3 separate regions of the Zea mays genome follow, and regions 1 and 2 are each linked to region 3. The links are chromatin contacts, called in public Hi-C maps. All regions are on one chromosome and are shown on one strand. Each heading gives the region's core, a stretch centred on a gene start, on an enhancer-like site or on the middle of the called end of the contact. The rest is flanking DNA. Distances are from core to core; before and after follow the strand shown.

What was found. A called contact is a pair of places that touch in the nucleus more often than the background predicts.
Region 1: a contact with region 3 is called in a Hi-C map of ear, with 2.8 times the contacts expected there. The contact joins the promoter of LOC103652301 here to the promoter of LOC103650792 in region 3. A contact is called at or near these places in 6 of 25 Hi-C or Micro-C datasets (ear, leaf, tassel and 1 more).
Region 2: a Hi-C map of tassel shows a contact between it and region 3, with 2.0 times the contacts expected there. The contact joins the enhancer-like site here to the promoter of LOC103650792 in region 3. A contact is called at or near these places in 3 of 25 Hi-C or Micro-C datasets (ear, leaf and tassel).

What each region holds. Positions count from the first base shown.
Region 1 is chr3:156,728,167-156,731,666 of Zm-B73-REFERENCE-NAM-5.0, reverse strand. LOC103652301 (protein FAR1-RELATED SEQUENCE 4) reads right to left here and starts at 1,625. Exons shown (of 8, transcript XM_008677915.2): 1 at 1,362-1,625. The coding sequence starts at 1,625.
Region 2 is chr3:156,412,206-156,416,058 of Zm-B73-REFERENCE-NAM-5.0, reverse strand. No RefSeq gene overlaps it. Among protein-coding and RNA genes, the nearest start is that of LOC103652297, 120 kb to the left of the region's middle. Within about 2 kb of position 1,423, at least 11 of the 20 cell types and tissues checked have an H3K27ac peak or open chromatin away from gene starts, as enhancers often do. A contact at or near this core is called in ear and tassel, where this site is marked.
Region 3 is chr3:156,570,625-156,574,499 of Zm-B73-REFERENCE-NAM-5.0, reverse strand. It overlaps LOC103650792 (nuclear transcription factor Y subunit B-1), which reads right to left and starts at 1,788. Exons shown (of 1, transcript XM_008676358.2): 1 at 571-1,788. The coding sequence starts at 1,450. The coding sequence ends at 911.

The DNA of each region.
Region 1 (3,500 bases), core at 376-2,875, 160 kb before region 3:
GCAATCCACTTGGGCGAGAAGCCTTTCATACGAAGAGTCTAGAAAAGAAATGGCCATTTTACATTGTTATAAGCCTTCTCAAAATCTAGCTTCAGAATTACCCTGTTTTGATTTTTTTTTTTTTGGTGAAGCTCATTGATAGTTCCGCGGAGAATTATGGGAGGAATAGGAGAGGACATCCACCGGTGTTGAACAAGGAGAGAGCTAGAGAGGAGAGAATCTGCCGGAACAGGGTGGGAAAATAGCCGCCGAAATAGTACCACCAACAGGAGCAACCTTATTTAGCTAAAACCCTAAGACATTACGCTAATGGGCCTTATTATCAGGCTGGTAGTACCAGTCGTGCAACCCACAACTAAAACACCCCACATCTTAAACAGTCGTGCAGCCCAGGGAAACTAAACGTCTCCACTCAAACTGGACGACTAATCAGAGGATCGGACAATTAGTCGAACTGATCGGATCGGACTCTGGTTGCGCAGAACCGACTAGCCAGACTAGTCGAACGACTTAACGTTATTGTGGGGGCACACACAGATAGATATTTATATATAGGAACTAGCAGTATATAGAGAATATAAATTATCATAGAGGAAGGTACAAACAAAAGCATTGACGTACAAAATGTAGAGGATAAAGAGATGGTCTAGAGGGGGAAAAGATTACGTCATTTCAAAGAAAGACGACAGAGAGAGCTAGCTAGCTAGTATTCGGCTATGGTCATGTGGTAAATGATTGGTGCCTGCCTGCCTGCCTCCTCCATTCATAAATGAGCGCGTCCTGAATCTTCGCCGCTTGATCGACGGCACGTCAACACTGCACCTAATCTCGGCGCTCATTATTGGCTAGCAGTAGCAAGAAATGTTCTAACGAGGGAGGCAGCAGCTTGATCTATATGATCTAACGAGAGTATTGTAGTGATAGAGCAGGTGACCGACCAGGTGGCGGAAACAGAACCGAGCGTGAAAATCCAAATATGTCGAGGCGCAAGAGTACATGGGAGAAAGCTGAAGCAAGCCCAACAAGTCAAAAGCCCATGGGATATGATGATTAAGACCTTGACGGGAATCAGATATGATGATTAAGGATTTGCTTAGTTGTAAGTAGATTTAAAAAGAATAAATCATATTCTATTTAATTTTAACTAGAAAAGAATTTAATCTCCTCTAGTTTACTTCCTTTTGTCTAGAAATACACCTGGAATTATTCCAACTGACCAAAACTTATAAATGAGACAAGCAATCTGTTCCAAACAGCGATTCCATAAGAACAGAACGAGCCCTAAAACTTTACTCGGTTGCATAAAGATCTAAATTTTTTTAAGATAATTAATTTTTTTTCTATTTAATTTTAACTAGCACAAGCTTTAATCTCGGAGATGCAGCCGCGGTAGAAAGCGTGCACGCTGCCGGCAGCACCACGCGCGGCCGCGGGATCAAACAGACGCTGCACTCGGTCTCGTCGTCACCACCCGTCGCACCACCGTCGTCGCCGACCTCCTTGCACATACACACCGTCACGAGCACCTGGGCCGCGTCGTAGCGCACGTGCCGCTTCACCTCCAGCAAGATATCAACGGCGGCGTGGCGGGCCCGCAGCCACGGGCGTGCGAGGAAGGACGCCATGTCCTCGGGCAGGATGGACTCCCACTAAGCGTCGGATCGGATATGCATGGATGGTAGCAGCTCGATCTATCTAAAGAAGAAAACGAACCTAGCAAGCTGAGAGCTTCAAGGTCCGTCAGAGAAACACAATGAAACCTATGTTCATTGCTCTCAACCGGTTAACGCAGCTAGTGAGCAGAGCAGAGCAGAGCAGGCATATGCAAATGGATGAAGCAATTCATGAGTCTCGTCTCTTACGCACTAGCCATTGAGTGACAAATAATTTGTCGAGTGTTTTCTTTCAAGCACTCTTTACAGAGTATCAAAAAAAATCATCGGTAAATAAATACTCAGCAAAAAGTTTCTTTGCCAAATGTTTTTTAACACTTGATAAAAAAGCTATTTGTCGAATGTTTTTTTTTCACACTAGCAAAAAGCTTCTTTGCCAAGTGTTTTTCTCAACACTAGGCAAAGACAATTTAAAAATTACATTTTAAAGCAGTAAATAAATTCAAATGAAAAAATGTAACTAGAAATTTGTATAACTCATCAAGATGTACAATTTATATTTTGATCATTTCTTCATATGACAAAATAAAAATAAATTTGTTTATAAAACCTATCTCCCTCGTAGTTTATGAAACTACAAGAGAGATGTACGAGATTTATAAATAATGTTATAACCATAATGTGAGATAAATAAATGACCAAACAACCAATAAGTCCAGATCTCGATACTATACAATATATATATATATATATATAGATCTCGATACTATACAATATATATATATATATATATATATATATATATATATATATATATATATATATATATATATATATATATATATATATATATATATATATATATATATATATATATATATATAACCCAAAGGATAAAGATTAATGTTCTTGGATCCAGTGGCCTGCACTTTCAATCACATGGCGTCGTCGTCAAAATTGGCCAAATAAAACTGATCCAGCGCGGGATCGTCGTCGTCGAAATTGGCTAAATACTGCTGCAGCGCGTCGTCGTCGAAATTGGCAAAATAATGCGCATCCATGTCGCCGTCGAAATACTGCTGCAGCTCGGGATCCAGATATTTGGCCACGTCGTCTCGGCACAGCGGGCACGTCGACTTCCGGCCGAACCACTCGGAGATGCAGTGGCGGTGGAAGGCGTGCGCGCAGGCCGACAGCTCCACGGCCTCGCTCTCGCGCAGCGCGACCAAGCAGATGCTGCACTCAGCCTCGGCGTCACCTCCCACCGCACCGCTGCCGCCGTCGATGTCGCTGGACTCCTTACACGTCGTCATGAGTATCTGGGCGGCGTCGTGGCACACGTGCATCTCCACCGCCAGCAATATCTCGGCGGCGGCGTGGCGGGCCCGCAGAACCGGGTCCACAAGCAAGGACACCTTTTCCTGGGGCAAGATGGACTCCCACTCGCGGTCCGTGAGGCCCAGACGCTGCAGCGGCAGGGTCGACTTCAGCAAGCCGCGGAGCACGTCGCGGACGCCATCCTCATCGTCCGGAAGCGCAAGGCAGCTTGTGTCGGCGTCCCTGCGGCGGTACATGAACACCCGGTTGGGCCGCCCATTGCCTATGTTGACGATCAGAGTCACGTAGCACCTAAGGTGCAACGCGAACCCGCGCTCGCCGCTCGTCGTCGTCTGCCGCGGAAAGAACTCTATGCCTGTCGCGTACGCCTGGATGCTGCGTTCTGCTGTCAGGGACGAGCCGATCCCGGTCGTTCCTAGCGCCTCCATTCGTCTACCACCAGGCAGCAGCGAGCTACTTGCAACAAGGAAGTTCCGAGTTGATCGTACGTTGAAGGAGAGTTGCGGTAGCTTCCGTCGATAGCCTCCCATTTATATAGGGGGGGCTGGT
Region 2 (3,853 bases), core at 174-2,673, 160 kb after region 3:
CCTTCATTATTTTACTTCCAAATTAATAGAAATATAGTCATATTCTTAAAGCTTAGGGCTCGTTTGGGAGAAGGATAATGGAGGGGACTCAGGACACCAAAATCTCTTACTATTCAAAATTGAATAGTAAAGGATTTTGGTCCCTTCAATCCTCCTCCATTACACTTACTCCCAAACAGTGTAAAATTCAGAGCTACCTCTGCTCCCATCTCAACGGCTTGGGTGTCTCCTCCCGGGCGATAGATCCCCTCCTCTGGTGAGGCCTCCTCGACGCGGCGACAAGGCCTTCATGGCACGGGTGGCTACTCGCCGGTGGTGGCTCGCTCGATCGACTCCTCTTTGGCTCCCCCCCAACGTGGTGGTCTCGTTCCCTCCTCTAGCGAGGACGAGAGGTGGGTTTCTCCCGTCGTGGACTGCTTCTTGCAATTGTAGGCGCGATCGTGTCGTCCCCTTCGATGCACGTTTCTTGCCGGGCATAGCTAGCTCGGCGCAAGGCATGGCCACGTTATTCTCCTCTGTTTTTTTATTTGTCGCGGTTTAGTTTAAATATTCAAGAACGGAGGTAGTATCTAGGTGGACAGCGGAAAAAGATTGGATACCACGTGTTATTGTTTGTTGCGATGAATTTAAAGACTGATTTGAGGGTTTTTTTTGTTGGACTAGATAAAAAAATCAAGTCCCTCGAAAATAAAAAAAGAGCACTAAAACCAAGTCTCTCCAAGCTGTGAGCCTGTGTCGACTAAGGCTGGCCACAGCGCTCGCCGCGCGGCCGCCCCCTCCCCTAGAATGGCGGCTACAGGGGCGCCCCTGCGCCCGCAGCGCGGCCCCCTGCGAGGCCCCCCACGCGTGGGAGATGAACAGGACTCCGCTGGCTGTAGCGTGTGTCCTCGGACCCCCTATGCACTGTTCATTTGTACGGTGGTTGTTTAATAGGTGAAGAAAAAATGGTAATAGATGATGAATAGGGTTGGATAGTGATATTTTATAGTTGTAGTGGGGTATAGGGGGAGTATTTAGGGGTAACCGCTGCGGGACATGAAAAAATAGGGGGTGAAATGTTGATGATGTGACGCAAAAAAGTGATATAGGGGGAAAAATTTAGAGGGAACCGCTGCGGATAGCCTAAGGAAGAAAGAAGAGGCGTTCCAGATTGGCAGCGAGAGAGGAAAAAGAAAAGGGCTGTCTAATCATCTGTGGTGGCGTACACAACACACGACACGAGCCTGCAATGTCCAAACTGTTGATTGATTGATCTCGATCGATGCATGCTGCTCTTGCAGCCTTCTTGGCGCCATGGTAATGGCCAATGGCATGATCGTCTCGCCGGCGTCTCTGTTCCTGTTCCTGCACGTACACTGCCAGTGGGTGTGGCCGGCCTGTAGCTGCGTTGCAATGCAAAGCATGCTGGTGCTGGCATGGCATGCAGCCGGGCCGCCGCGGAGAAATGAAATCAGATCGAGATCGAGCAGCTAGTAGCTGGGCCCCCGGCCCGGGAGTAGTTAGCGGTGATTAACTTCCGGCGGAATGGCAGCAAGTGTACTAGGACATTGATTGGGTCAGGGTCTCAGGGATTCAATCAAAATGAATGCGTGCCTGACACCAAACAGTCCTCTCTCTGGCTTATACTCTCTGCGTTGCATACATTGTTTCTACGGTGGTGTATCAATGCGTTCATCGCAATATTTGCATGAGTAGTAATTACGCATGAATACTCAGGGTGTTATCTTAACCTTTTTTTTAAATGATATATATCATAGGAAAAGTTATTTTTTAAAACACCTCGTTTAGTCACACCAGTCTCTCACCCGGTCAAAGTGTAATCCTTTAAGGCATGTTTGCGAGTAAGGAGAATAGAAGGGTATTTTAGACGCTCTAGTCCCCTCTATTCACCTGGCTCCCAAACAAGACCTTAGAGAAATAGGAAATCCGTCCATTTGTCACTCCTCGGTGTTGTCGGGGACCATAATTAGGGTACCCTAAGACTCCTAAACTCGGCTGATAATCACCATCAGCACAAGCTGCAAAAGCCTGATGAGCGCAATTCAGGTCAAGGCTCCGTCCACTCAAGGGACACGATCTCGCCTCGCCCGAGCCCAGCCTCGGGCAGGAACAGTAGACCTAGGCGGATTCACGCCTCGCCCGAGGGCCTCCTCAAGCAACGGGCGCACCTTCGACTCGCCCGAGGCCCAGCTCGGGCAGGCTTCGCAGTGAAGCAACCTTGGCCAGATCGCCTCGCCAACCGACCGTATCGCAGGAGCATTCAATGCAAGGATCGCCTGACACCTTATCCTGACGCGCGTTCCTCAGTCGGCAGGGCCGAAGTGACCGCAGTCACTTCGCCCCTCCACTGACTGACCTGACGGGAAAACAGCGTCGCCTTTCCTGCTCCGACTGTTGTGCCACCCGCCAGGGTGAGGCTGACAGCAGCCGAGTCCAGCCTCAGGCGCCATAGGAAGCTCCGTCTCGCCCGACCCCGGGGCTCGGCCCCCGCCTCAACCTCGGAAGACGGTCTCCGCCTCGCCCGACCCCAAGACTCGGCCCCCGCCTCGACCTCGGAAGACGGTCTCCGCCTCGCCCGACCCCAGGGCTCGGACTCAACCTCGACCTCGGAAGACGGTCTCCGCCTCGCCCGACCCCAGGGCTCGGACTCAACCTCGACCTCGGAAGACGGTCTCCACCTCGCCCGACCTCAGGGCTCGGCCTCAACCTCGACCTCGAAGGAGTCACCGCCTCGCCCGACCTTGGGCTCGGACCGACCACGTTGCAGGAGGGTACATCATTACCCTACCCCCTAGCTAGCTCAGGCTACGGGGAACAAGACCGGCGTCCCATCTGGCTCGCCCCGGTAAACAAGTAATGATGGCACCCCGCATGCTCCCATGACGACGGCGGTTCTCAGCCCCCTACGGAAGCAAGGAGACGTCAGCAAGGTCCTGATAGCCCCGACAGCTGTGCTTCTACAGGGCTCAAGCGCTCCTCCGACGGCCACGACATCATATGCACAGGGCACTAACACCTCTCCGACAGCCACGTCGGCATGTACATAGGGCTCTGGCTCCTCTCTGCCGGGCACGTTAGCATATTGCTACACCCCCATTGTACACCTGGGCCCTCTCCTTACATCTATAAAAGGAAGGTCCAGGGCCCTCGTACGGGGAGGTGGCCGCGCGGGAGGACGGGCTGACGGACAGGCTCTCTCTCTCTCCCTCGCGAACGCTTGTAACCCCCTACTGCAAGCGCATCCACCCTGGGCACAGGACAACACGAAGCCGTGGTTTTCCCCCTCCTTGTGTTCCGTCTCGCGCCGACCCATCTGGGCTGGGGCACGCAGCGACAATTTACTCGTCTATCCAGGGACCCCCCGGGGTCGAAACGCCGACAGTTGGCGCGCCAGGTAGGGGCCTGTTGCGTGTTGACGAACAGCTTCCCGTCAAGCTCTAGATAGGTAGTCTCCAGCAACCTCTCCATCCCGGGACGCTGCTCCATTTCGGGAGTCTCGAGTTCATGTCCCTCGATGGCAGCTACGACATGGTACTCCTTCCTCCGCCGCGCGACAAAGACAACGACGGCCGTCAGCCCGCCCGATGGCGGCGGAATCGACGACGTCTTCCCCCCATCGCGGAAGAGCAGAATCTAGGCCTGTCCCGTCACCTTCCTCGCCGCAGGAGAAGGAGGCGGGGCAACCATGGACAAGCAGGAGGCGGCACCTCGTTGGCTGTCGAGCGAGTCGACGACGTCGGCGCCCTAGCGGGGGACACGTCGGGCGTTGACCTCGCGTCTGAGACGAAGACGAGCATCGTTTCCCCGCAACACGCCAACCCCAAGCGAACGGATGACGCCAGCACGCTCGTGA
Region 3 (3,875 bases), core at 539-3,038:
GAGCGCGGAATAGATTGTGCAAAACACTGAAAAGAAAACGAAATAACTGTCATATACGACAAGCTTATATGCATCTAGCAGCTAGAAATTGTCGCCAACAACGATGAGTAATATTTGTACCACACAGTCGCTGCAAAGCAATGTAACGAACACCATGCGTGGATCTTGCATACATAGCAGCAAGTAGAGCTAGCAATGTTTGTTTTGTATGAAGCAGCAGCGCACTGCATTGCTATTAGTTTAGGCGGTGTTTGGTTCTTGTAGTCATCCTTCTAAACTTTAGAGACTAATAAACTTTACTCCCTAGAAATCATACTTGAAAACGTACTATTTTTGACATTCATTTGGTATTTTAGGGACTAAAAATAACTAAGACATGGAACCAAACACCCCCTTAATCTGCCACTTAATCTGTCACCAGGACTCTAGTGGTACGGGGGAAATCTCGGATGTAATGCATGAGCTATAGGCTATAGCTAGCATCATGCATCCCCTTATTAGTGTGCTGGACATGTTGCCTAATCAAGCCAATTAATCATTGATGAACTATGTATATACAAGAAAGAAACATTAGGAGCAAAAAAAAACACTAATAATTAAGCAGCAAGCAGCTAGAGTTCACCGATATATATGGTACCTCATCATCGGTAACCGTATCATCCCAACCCCCAATTCCTTCTTCACCGATACATGCGTACTGTTGTGACTAGCTAGCGCTAATAAAGAGATAGATATAGCTTGCAAGAATTTGGATTGGATATACGATACGACGACGACGACTCACCTGTCCCAAAAAAAATGAGTAGCAGTAGTAGAAATCAATAAGCTAATTAAGCTAGCTCGTCGCAGGTAGCTTTTGTTGTTGATCTGAATCTGATGAGTAATAACAAGCAAGATGAGGAAGGATGGATTAAAAGGGCCTGGCGCCGGCGGATGAGTTGTTGTCGGGCCGGTCCATGGCGGCGCCGAACATGAAATGACCGGCTGATGCGGCGCTGGGGCTGGGACCGGCGGCGGCCGAGGCGGACGCGGGGTCTGCGGCGCCGGCCGGTCCGCCTCCGCCTCCGCGGGAGGACGCGGCGCGGTCGCCCTCGAGCTCGCGGTACTTGTGCAGGTACCTGCGCATGGGGTCGACGTAGTCGTCGAAGCCGAGCGCGCCGAAGGCGCAGCAGACGTCGTCGCCGTTGACGGTCTTGCGCTTCTCCTTGTGGCACTTGTCGGAGGCCTCGCCCGTGACGAAGCTGATGAACTCGGACACGCACTCCTGCATCGTCTCCTTGGCCTCCTTGGAGATCTTGGCGTTGGGCGGCAGGATCTGCTTCATGATGCGGCCGACGTTGGCGATGGGCAGCAGCCGGTCCTGCTCCTTGATTACCTCCAGCTGGTCCCCCGCGCCGCCGGGCCCGTCCGGCGGATGCCCGTGGTGGTGGTGGTGGTGGTGATCGGCCATGCCGTCTCCGTACGTCGTCGCCTTCGTTTGATTTCCTCTCTCTCTCTCCCGGGCAGCTCTCTTTCTCTCTCGCGCGCGTGCGTGTTAGTTGTTGGCTGTGTCACGGTCGGTCTGTCGCTGACGATCCATCGCGGTCGGGGCCTCTCTTTGTGCTTGTGCCGGCGTCTGTCGATCTCTTTCTTGTTTTATTGGTGCGAGAGAGAGACGTACGCTTGCATTGGGAGAGTGGACTAGTAGTAGTGGTGTGGCAGCCCGATGCATACATACATACATAGAGTGTGTGTGTGTGTTGCGTACAGGTGCCCACAGGAGTACATGGCAGGCACACACGAGAAGGCCATATTGGTAGCAGAAGAGCTGCTTGTTCGTCTCCGTCCGTCCGTCCGGCCGTGATCCGTGCGAGTGGCCCGTGCTCTGCTCTGCCGCGGGGATCCGATCCCTAGCTACGGTCGTCGTTGAAAGGTCTCCGGGCGCTCGCCATTCGCTGGCGGCGGGCTCGCTCGATCCGCGTTTAATGTGTGCCTGCCTGCCGTCCGGACTGACACTTGTCCTTCTTCGCTCTATACTACTAGTAGTATAGTAGCAGCAGCAGCAAGCAGGCCAGTAGGCAGTAGGCAGTAGCTAATCAAATGAACCGTACCCCGGCCAGCTAGTAGGCACGTGGCACGGCAGCAGCCCGGCCGGCCGGCGACCGATCGCCCTTTGGCCTTTGCTCTCTCCTCTCTGCATGCTGGCTGTGCCTGTGCCTGGCCTTCTTCATCCCTGTTTCCCGTACGCCGGCCTCCGGCGGGCCTGGACGGACGACGTCGACGACGGGTTCGCTGCATGCGTGCTCGAGTGCGAGACCTGTGCACCACCCTACTACAGCCAGCTGCCGATCATGGCCGGCCGACCCCGTGCCGTGCCGTAAAAATTTATGGCGTGGGTTGCCGTGCCGCGCGCCTCGTGGGGTGGGGAGCGCGTCCACATGCGCACGTGGTTGATGCGCGCGGGGGAACCACCGCCCGCGTACGTATCGATCGTTGGCCGCAGGAGCAATAGCAAAGCAACCACACGACGACGACGCATCGTACGCGCGCTGCTCGCCAGACGCCTCCTCCCTCCTTCCCTCTCGATCCCTCCATGCACACCATTGAGCATATATTTAATACATGCTCTAGCTTGTATGTACTCGTGTGTGCTTGACCTGTTGTGGCACATATTCTTCTCTTTGTTCTTTAGCTCCAAGGGCCGCGGAACTGGGGCGTGCACTTGCCTTGCTTCCTGGTGGTTCCTTCACCTAGCTAGCTGCTACAGCCACGAGAGGGGTCACATCAACTCCGTCTCTTAATTTGTACTCATCGTTTCCTCCACATATGGCTGCATATACACCAACGACGCAGCCTCTCCCTCCTCAATAAATAAAATGTAATATCGTGTTTGGTTTGATAAACGAGTAAGTCTATATCATTCCTACTTATTTTAGATGGAGTGATTCCTCAAACCAAACAACCTCTAAATTTAGTGCAATGAACACATTTCTCGTATTATTACTAATAAATCATGTCCGTTTCTCAAATTTGGTGGGATGACCTCATTCCTCGTATTAGTACGAACTAACTAACTATGAGGAGGAATCAGGTGGTGATGGATCAACTTATTCTGTTCCACAAACCAAACAAAAAAAATAAGGAGTGATCAGATGATTTACTAGCTCATTCTTCAAACCAAACACCCTATTAAGGATTGGACCCATGACGATGCAATACTTCATCTAAAATGGATTGATTCTTCCAACCAAACCTCTCCTAAGAGTCTTTGTCAGTTCTCCACTCATCGTTGCGTGTGAAATTAGAGATCGCGACGTTTATTTACCGCGCCTCCGGGAGCAGGCGATTACTCACAAGTAAACAATGTTTGTCGTGATGTGTACAATTAACATCACGGATCGGAGGTGGTTAAAAGATCTCAATAACCCGTCGCATCAGATGCGCAAGTATGTGAGGTATCACTTCGATTTGAAAGCTTCTGCTTGGGTGCATGAACCAATGGAAAATCGAGCATATATATATCATTGTTTCTCTTTCATGCTTGTCTTTGGCTTATTGACTGATGCAATGTCTCAAATTAACAAGCTACTCTCTCTGCTACGTCCTAACAAAATACAAACAGTTTTTGGCTTTCCTCTAGTTCTTGCTATGTGTGTATAGATATGTACGCTGCATCTAAATATATAGCCGAAAGTGCTTAATTAGAACTTAAAATAGACGGAGTCGAAAAATAAACATGATGGACTACCAGAGTATGTATATATATGGCTAGAATTCAGCAAATCCACTACCGGAATCCGAGACTTTGCCGAGTGTCGGACTCTTTGCCAAGTGTCTTTTGTCGGGCACTCGGCAAAGAAGGCTTTACCGAGAGCCACACTCGGCAAAGTCTGACT